Linked DNA regions of Bos taurus: region 1 is linked to region 2. A link is a contact called in public Hi-C data. All regions are on one chromosome and are shown on one strand. The core of a region is the stretch at or near the end of the contact, and the rest is flanking DNA. Distances in the headings are between cores, read along the strand shown. Region 1 holds the start of PMAIP1 (phorbol-12-myristate-13-acetate-induced protein 1). Region 2 has its middle 40 kb from the start of PMAIP1.

The links. A called contact is a pair of places that touch in the nucleus more often than the background predicts.
Region 1: a contact with region 2 is called in a Hi-C map of skin fibroblasts, with 10 times the contacts expected there. The contact joins the promoter of PMAIP1 here to the enhancer-like site in region 2. A contact is called at or near these places in 2 of 11 Hi-C or Micro-C datasets (skin fibroblasts and an unstated tissue).

The regions. Positions count from the first base shown.
Region 1 is chr24:58,742,666-58,745,947 of ARS-UCD2.0, reverse strand. It overlaps PMAIP1 (phorbol-12-myristate-13-acetate-induced protein 1), which reads right to left and starts at 1,429. Exons shown (of 2, transcript XM_002697779.7): 1 at 1,221-1,429. The coding sequence starts at 1,278.
Region 2 is chr24:58,702,622-58,706,147 of ARS-UCD2.0, reverse strand. No RefSeq gene overlaps it. Among named protein-coding and RNA genes, the nearest start is that of PMAIP1, 40 kb to the left of the region's middle. Within about 2 kb of position 2,032, at least 14 of the 102 cell types and tissues checked have an H3K27ac peak or open chromatin away from gene starts, as enhancers often do.

The DNA.
Region 1 (3,282 bases), core at 180-2,679, 40 kb before region 2:
TAACTATGTGTGGTGATGGACCTTAGCTAAAGTTATTACAGTAATCATGTAACAATTGATAACATATATCAAATCATTATGCTGTTCACGTAAAACTAAGACAGTGTTACACCTCACATCTCAATTTTTTTTATGTCTTACCATCTAATCAAGTTTAAGAGGGACCTTTTTGCTGTCCCTTATTTAAGGGGGCCAAGTTGGACGGTGAAGGTTATGAAATTCTTGCAACACAGCCAGAACTCTTGGACATCACTGAAGACGGACAAAGCTTCTTCCCTCCGAAGCAAGAGCCGGAGAGCAGCCTTGTGCCAATTTAGCCACAGCCACACTGGCCATGCACCACTTCCTTTGCACGCCCCAGGGGCTCCATAAAATTAAACTAAGTTTAAAAGGGGCCCAATTCCGTCTGATGTAACAGCAGTATGACCCACACGGATTTCCAGCCCACGGTCTTACTTCTTTGCTACTGCTCCTTAGCAGATGTCTGCTTTGTTTGATAAGATTTATAAAAGCGGGGAGGAGGAGAGGTGACCTGACGTTACTTACTGGGGCTACATGGATGGGGAAGGGCGGAGGAAGGGACGGATTAAACAACACTGTGGACCATCTTCTGTTTTTCTCTATGGCATTTCTGTAACTAATACCGACTGTCAAAATGGTATATTTTTAATTAACTAAGAAGCCTGGCCTTCTAGGCTTCTGACTTCGTTGGTCCTTTCGGGGCTTCCATAACCCTCCATCCGTCCTTTGCAGAACTGTGACGGCATCAAGCATTAGTATCACTTTTGTCGCTGCTGGGGCTGGGGACAGCGGTCAGACACGGAGAAGGGTCCTCAAAAGGTCCTGGACCCCGGAGGAAAAGGGCCTGTCTCGGGAAGCGCTGAACGCCAGCGGCGCCCCCGGCCGTGACAATGACTTTCTCCGCGTGGCCCCGGGGAGGGCGAGCGCGAACTAAAGGCAGGCGAAGGAGAGGCGGCTTTCGGCCGCCGCTCAAACGCAGCAGCATCCCCATCGCAAGGCTCGCCCCTTCCCTAGCCATCCCTACCGCCCCGGGTTAAACCCGCGAACAGCGTCCCGGAGGCGCCCCTAAAGCACGTGCCAGGGCGCGGGTCCCGCCCGGCTCTTAGGCCCGGGGGCGACGGGCTGCCCCTGCCCGGACCGAGATCGCGACCCCGACCCCCTTCCCGGTCAGGATCTCCGCGGGCCCCAGCTCTCCCTACCTGCCGGGACCCGCGTGGGGCTCGGCTGGGCGCTCTTACGAGCCCTCCTTCCAGGCATCTCTGCAGACGGCCGCCGGCGGACCCTGGCAACTCAGGGATGCAACCCGAGCACCTCGGGTCTGCAGGACGAGGGCCGCGAGCGGGGCGAACGGGCCGGAGACGACGGTCAGCACAGAGCAGGAGAAACTGAACCGCGCGCCTGCGAGAACCTGGCAGGACTGGCGATCGCCGCAGCCCGCGCTCGAGTCGTACGGGGACTTCCCGGTGACGTAGCGAAACCCACAGCTGGCCCCGCCCGTGCCCCGCCCCCAGCCCCGCCCCCCAGGACCCACAAAGCACCCGGCCCCGCCCCCGGCTCGGGCCCCGCGCCGTGGGGGCGGGGACCCAGGCGGTGTGTGGCGAGGCGGGCTCAGCGCGGGAGGTAGACCCGGCCCGGCCCCGAAACTACTTCCTGGACCGAGGACTCGGCTGCAGGCGTGGCTGGGTCTCTGAGCTGTGAGCCGGGAAGGGTTGTCCTCGCGAACAGCTGGGGATGGGGAGGCCTGGAGCGTCATCCTTATCATAAACGGGCAATCGGAGACTCTCGTAAACAAACCCCTGAGGGTTTGGGAAAGGACAGTGTTCAAACTCGAGGAGTGTGGGACGTTTTCAGGGAAAAATGAGAACACTTAATTACAGTAGAGAAGCTGCCAGAAGCTTAACTGAAACTGAAACTGGTTGAGAAGCTCACTGCCAACTAAAAAGCCTGGAGCAAGGGAGGAAACCCTGTTTGGGTTTGGAAAATGCATTGGGGGGGGGGGTGCGGGGGAGAAGGAAAGCGGGTGAAGGGAAGTGGCTGTTCTCTGCCTGGGTGAGGACAGAGGTTTTAAAAGCAGAGTGTATTCCCCTTGGGTCGGTCTCATACCTCCTTCCAGACGCTTTAATAAAACGACAAAAAAAATAGTAGGTCATTATGTAGACAGCTTTCAAAAACTCCCCCGGGGGGAGAAATGAGGCATTTGGGAATATGTATTTGCCCGATGTTTGGCTGGCCCGGGAATAATTCCATTATTATAAAGAGAAGCAGTCACTCGTACTAGAGAACAGATTCTGAGAATTTGGCGCTGAGGGCTTCCGAAGACACTTCCTCATCCTGTCCTCGGAACAACCCGATCAAGCGGACATTCTCACCATTGCGGCCACTTTCCGGGTGCGAAAACTGAAGGTTTATAAAGATGAAGTGAGCTGAGCTCACACAGGCAGCGAGCAGAGGGTGGGTCTGAACCCAGGCAGCACCATCCCGAGCAGGACATCTTACCCGCATCTGCGGCCTTCCAAGGAATCACAGTTTCTTAGAAAATAAGTCTTCTTTATGTATGTGCGTGCGTGCAAGTCGCTTCAGTCGTGTCCGACTCTTTGCGACCCCATGGACTGTAGCCCACCAGGATCCTCTGTCCAGTCCATGGAATTCTCCAGGCAAGAAAACTCCTGAATGGGTTGCTATATATAAATAGAGGGGCTTCCCCGGTGGCTCAGCCGTAAAGAATCTGCCTGCAATGCAGGAGCTACAGGAGACACAGGTTCGATCCCTGGGTCAGGAAGATCCCCTGGAGGAGGGCATAGCAACCCACTCAGGAGTTTTTTTGCCTGGAGAATTCCATGGACTGGACAGAGGATCCTGGTGGGCTACAGTCCATGGGGTCGCAAAGAGTCGGACACGACTGAAGCGACTTGCACGCACGCACATACATAAAGACTTATTATATATATATATATATATATATATCTTTTATTATCTATATAATGCAGAGGTTGCAAATTGGTTGCTTAGAGCTGAGTGACTCCCTAGAAGTTTTCGGTTTGGTTCACAGTACTGGTCTTGTGAAAAATCGAATTAGATACCAGCATTTAAACACTGAGAGATTGCATTAAAAGCTCAGGTTTCTGGCGGCCTTTGGGAAATCATTAACTCTTGCAAACCCAAGATTCTTTGTGCGAAAGTGCAGGAGTGGGCTAGGAGAGGATGCAGAGACTGGCCTCAGAGAGACACCCGACAGGCGGGAGTTCTCACGTTGGCCACACC
Region 2 (3,526 bases), core at 783-3,282:
TTTTTTTTTTTTTAGAACCTCCATACTGTTTACTACAGTGGCTGTAACAATTTATTAAAAAAAAATTAATACTGTTTTAGGCAAACCCAAAATATAAATATTGGCACGATGGATATGTGCAACATACCATCCCGCTTCACAGTTAAACTGCTTAAGCTAGAACTGAAGCCTCCTTTCACCTCTTCCAAATCTCATTCCTCTGCCTCCCCAGCTCAGCCACTTAGCTGGCCGAGGTGGACATTTGAGGTGTACTTTCTACTGGAAGACAGTTTGCTTGGGCCTTGGTAGAATGGATCGTAGCGTGTCCTGCCCCTTTTCTGACACTTTGCCCCCAGCTCCCTTGCCTCCTGGTGACCTAGTTGGGTCTGGAGGTAGGTGCAGAGTGAGCTGAGGCTTGAGGTGAACCTAACCAGCGCTGGAAGGTGAGGTCATCTGCCTCAGAGCTGATCAGGTAAGGGAGCAGAGAAAGAAGGAAGAAGGGCATTCGGCCTCTCCAAGCACTTGTGAAGTCGAGTATCTTGCCATATCTGTAAATAAGGATGTCCCGGCCCTGCAGATGTGACCCTCTGAGCCCAGAGGGCCCCAAAAAGAAGAATAATGCCCACGATGTGGCTGCGGCTACTCCCTATGGACAGGGGGATGGGAAACTGTGCGAGGCTGGCCCCAGATAGCTATGCTAGTCACTCAGTCCTGTCTGACTCGTTGTGACCACTTGGACTGTAGCCTGCCAGGGTCCTCCATCCATCGAATTCTCCAGGCAAGAACACCGGCGTGCGTTGCCGTTCCCTTCCCCAGGGGATCTTCCCAACTGAAGGACTGAACCCAGGTCTCCTGAATTGCAGGCAGTTTCTTTACCATTTGAGCCACCAGGGAAGCCCAGATCACTGAGATGCATATGAAAGAAATGAGTTCAGTGAGCCCAACACTTGCCATACACAGAAGAGCACTAAATTCCTTGGGATACCTGATTTTCCTTAATTAACAATAATCTTTGATGTTCAGGTTATCTGCCTCCTTTGTTGCAAGCCAAGTGTTAGTTGCTCAGTCATGTCCGACTCTTTGTGAACCCATGGACTGTAGCCCACCAGGCTTCTCTATCCAAGGAATTCTCTAGACAACAATATTGGAGTGTGTTGCCAGGATCACCTTCAGGAGATCTTGCCGAGCCAGGTATCAAACCTGGGTTTCCCACACTGCAGACAGATTCTTTCCTATCTGAGCAACCAGGGAAGCCCCTTGGTCACACACTTCTGTATAATCTGACTTCTTCCCCCGCCTCCCCAGAGCAGTTCTCTCAGGACTACCTGAGACGCTGCCTCCAGCGCTTAAAGTCCTAAAAATTCCCACTGAATAAACACGACTTTCAGGTTATGACTAGTTTTTCAGGCAACAAACTGAGCTGGGATCTCCCTCCGGCAGCCCCGACACACAGTTTCGTTTCTTGTCCAGTGGGTTTGGGATGGAGTCAGGGAGGTGTGGAGTCTGCGACCGCCTTCTGGCTTCTTTTTCTGTCTGGTTCCTTTGCTTCAGGGCTCCCCCTCCTGCTGGGTAACCTGTTCTGTCTCGGGTCCAGCATGGCGGACCCGAGGATCTCTGCGGCCCACCCCTTCCGGTCTGCAGCGGAAGCGGACCTCTCCCAGGAGCCTGCGGGCTCTGGCTTGCTGATTTCTGCCTCCATTCGATGTGACCTGCCCAGCCTCCTTCCCTCTGGATCTTTCAAACTGATAATTCTGTAAACTAAGCTGCAGTGAAGAAAAAGGATTAGGAGACTCCACGTAAGGGCGGTTTGAAAGGTAGTTCCTTGCCTTGATCTTCCTTTCCTTGTGGGGAATGACTTAACTGAGGGAATTTTCCAGGTCAGGAGAAGAGCTCCAGGGGAAGAAGGGTGTGGTGGTGGAGATCTCTGTGTGTAAACAGTGCCTCAGGCTCTAGGTCAACGAGAGGGAATGTGGCTTGGCCTTCACCCTCCTGAAAGGCCTCAAATCTGGGGCCTTGATGTCTTCTTCAAAGGAACGTCCCTGAGATGACCTCACAGTAACAAAGCACGTTCCTCACGCAGCTTCAAACCTGAGCCTGTCCACAGACCACACAGCCTATCTGGGTACCACTGACCCACCATTTTTATAGATTCTGTAATTACTGCTTGATTCAGAAATCCTGTTTTCAAGTAATTATATTATATTATTGTATTTTTGTTTTAAAAGCATTCATTTATTAAATGTGCCTACGTTTAAAATACTTCATGTTTTGGGAATTATTTTTCCAAACTTCTTAATTGGAAATTATAATTTCCAGAAGGGTAAAGACAATGCAATGAACGTATCCATCACCAAGTTCACCAATTGTTAATCTTTTGGCAATTTTCTTTATCTCTGTCCATATTTCCGTATACATGTGTATATATACACACACATATAGAAAAATACATACACATACTGAAATATTTTTTCTGTTAAATCATAAATTAAGTTGCTTCATCTCTAAATACTTCAGTATATATCTTCAGATAATAAGGGCTTTTTTCATAATAATGACAATGCTATCGATATTATTACAACAAATTACCACATCATAGCAAAGATACATACTGTCAGCAAAAGGGGTGTTATGCTCCCTTGAAGGTAGAGTATCTACTGAAATTATTTGAAATTCTTCTGTTTAGATTTCTCTTCCTCTGCTATTTATTGATGTAGTGTTAAAGTAATTCAGCAGGAGCCCATTAAACTTAAGTGGCTCCGAAAGCCACGGTAGCCTATGTCAGCAAATGAAAACCTAAGCCTGTCAATGCTTGAAAATTATGAAATTGATAAGGATGACCAATCATCAACAGCCAACCAGGTTTTAAGTTATAGCCAATCAGTATTTTCCTTTCTCTGTTTCTACCTTTTCTCTAGAAAAGGCTTCCTAACCACTTCCAGTTTGGTGGTGCCCCCTTCAAATCAATTTTAGTTCCATAAACCTGAAAGTTTTAATACGTCTCAGGTGATCATTTAACAGTTCTTAATCATTTATTGTATCCATATGGACTCATGGATAGTCATTTAGTACTTCGGGTTATAATCCAGTACTGCTTTGTTTACTCATTTGCTACCATTGGTCACCGGGACCTCTTTCAGGTGCTTCTTGTGACTTTGATACACTCCCTTCCTTACGATTTTTTTAGGCAGATTTTTACAATTTTGTTTTGGACTCTTTCTTACTTTCTGACACAATAAGATGCTCTTGGTTCATCTGGTGTATTTTCTGCCTGAGTCCTAGAGCCAGCCATTTCTCCAAGGAGCCTTGTTCTCTTTAACTGGAGAATGAAATTAGAAACCAAGATTTGGGAGCTAAGTATGCTTGCTGCTAGTGGGGTGTCATCCCTTCTAGGCCCTCTAAGCTGACAGAGCAAGGAAATACATGTGTGTGCACTAACCTGGGGGCTTCTAAAGAATCTGCCTGCAAGGAAGGAGCCACAGAAGACGAGGGTTCAATCCCTGGGTCAGGAGGTTCCCCTGGAGGAGAGCAAGGTAACCCACTCCAGAAT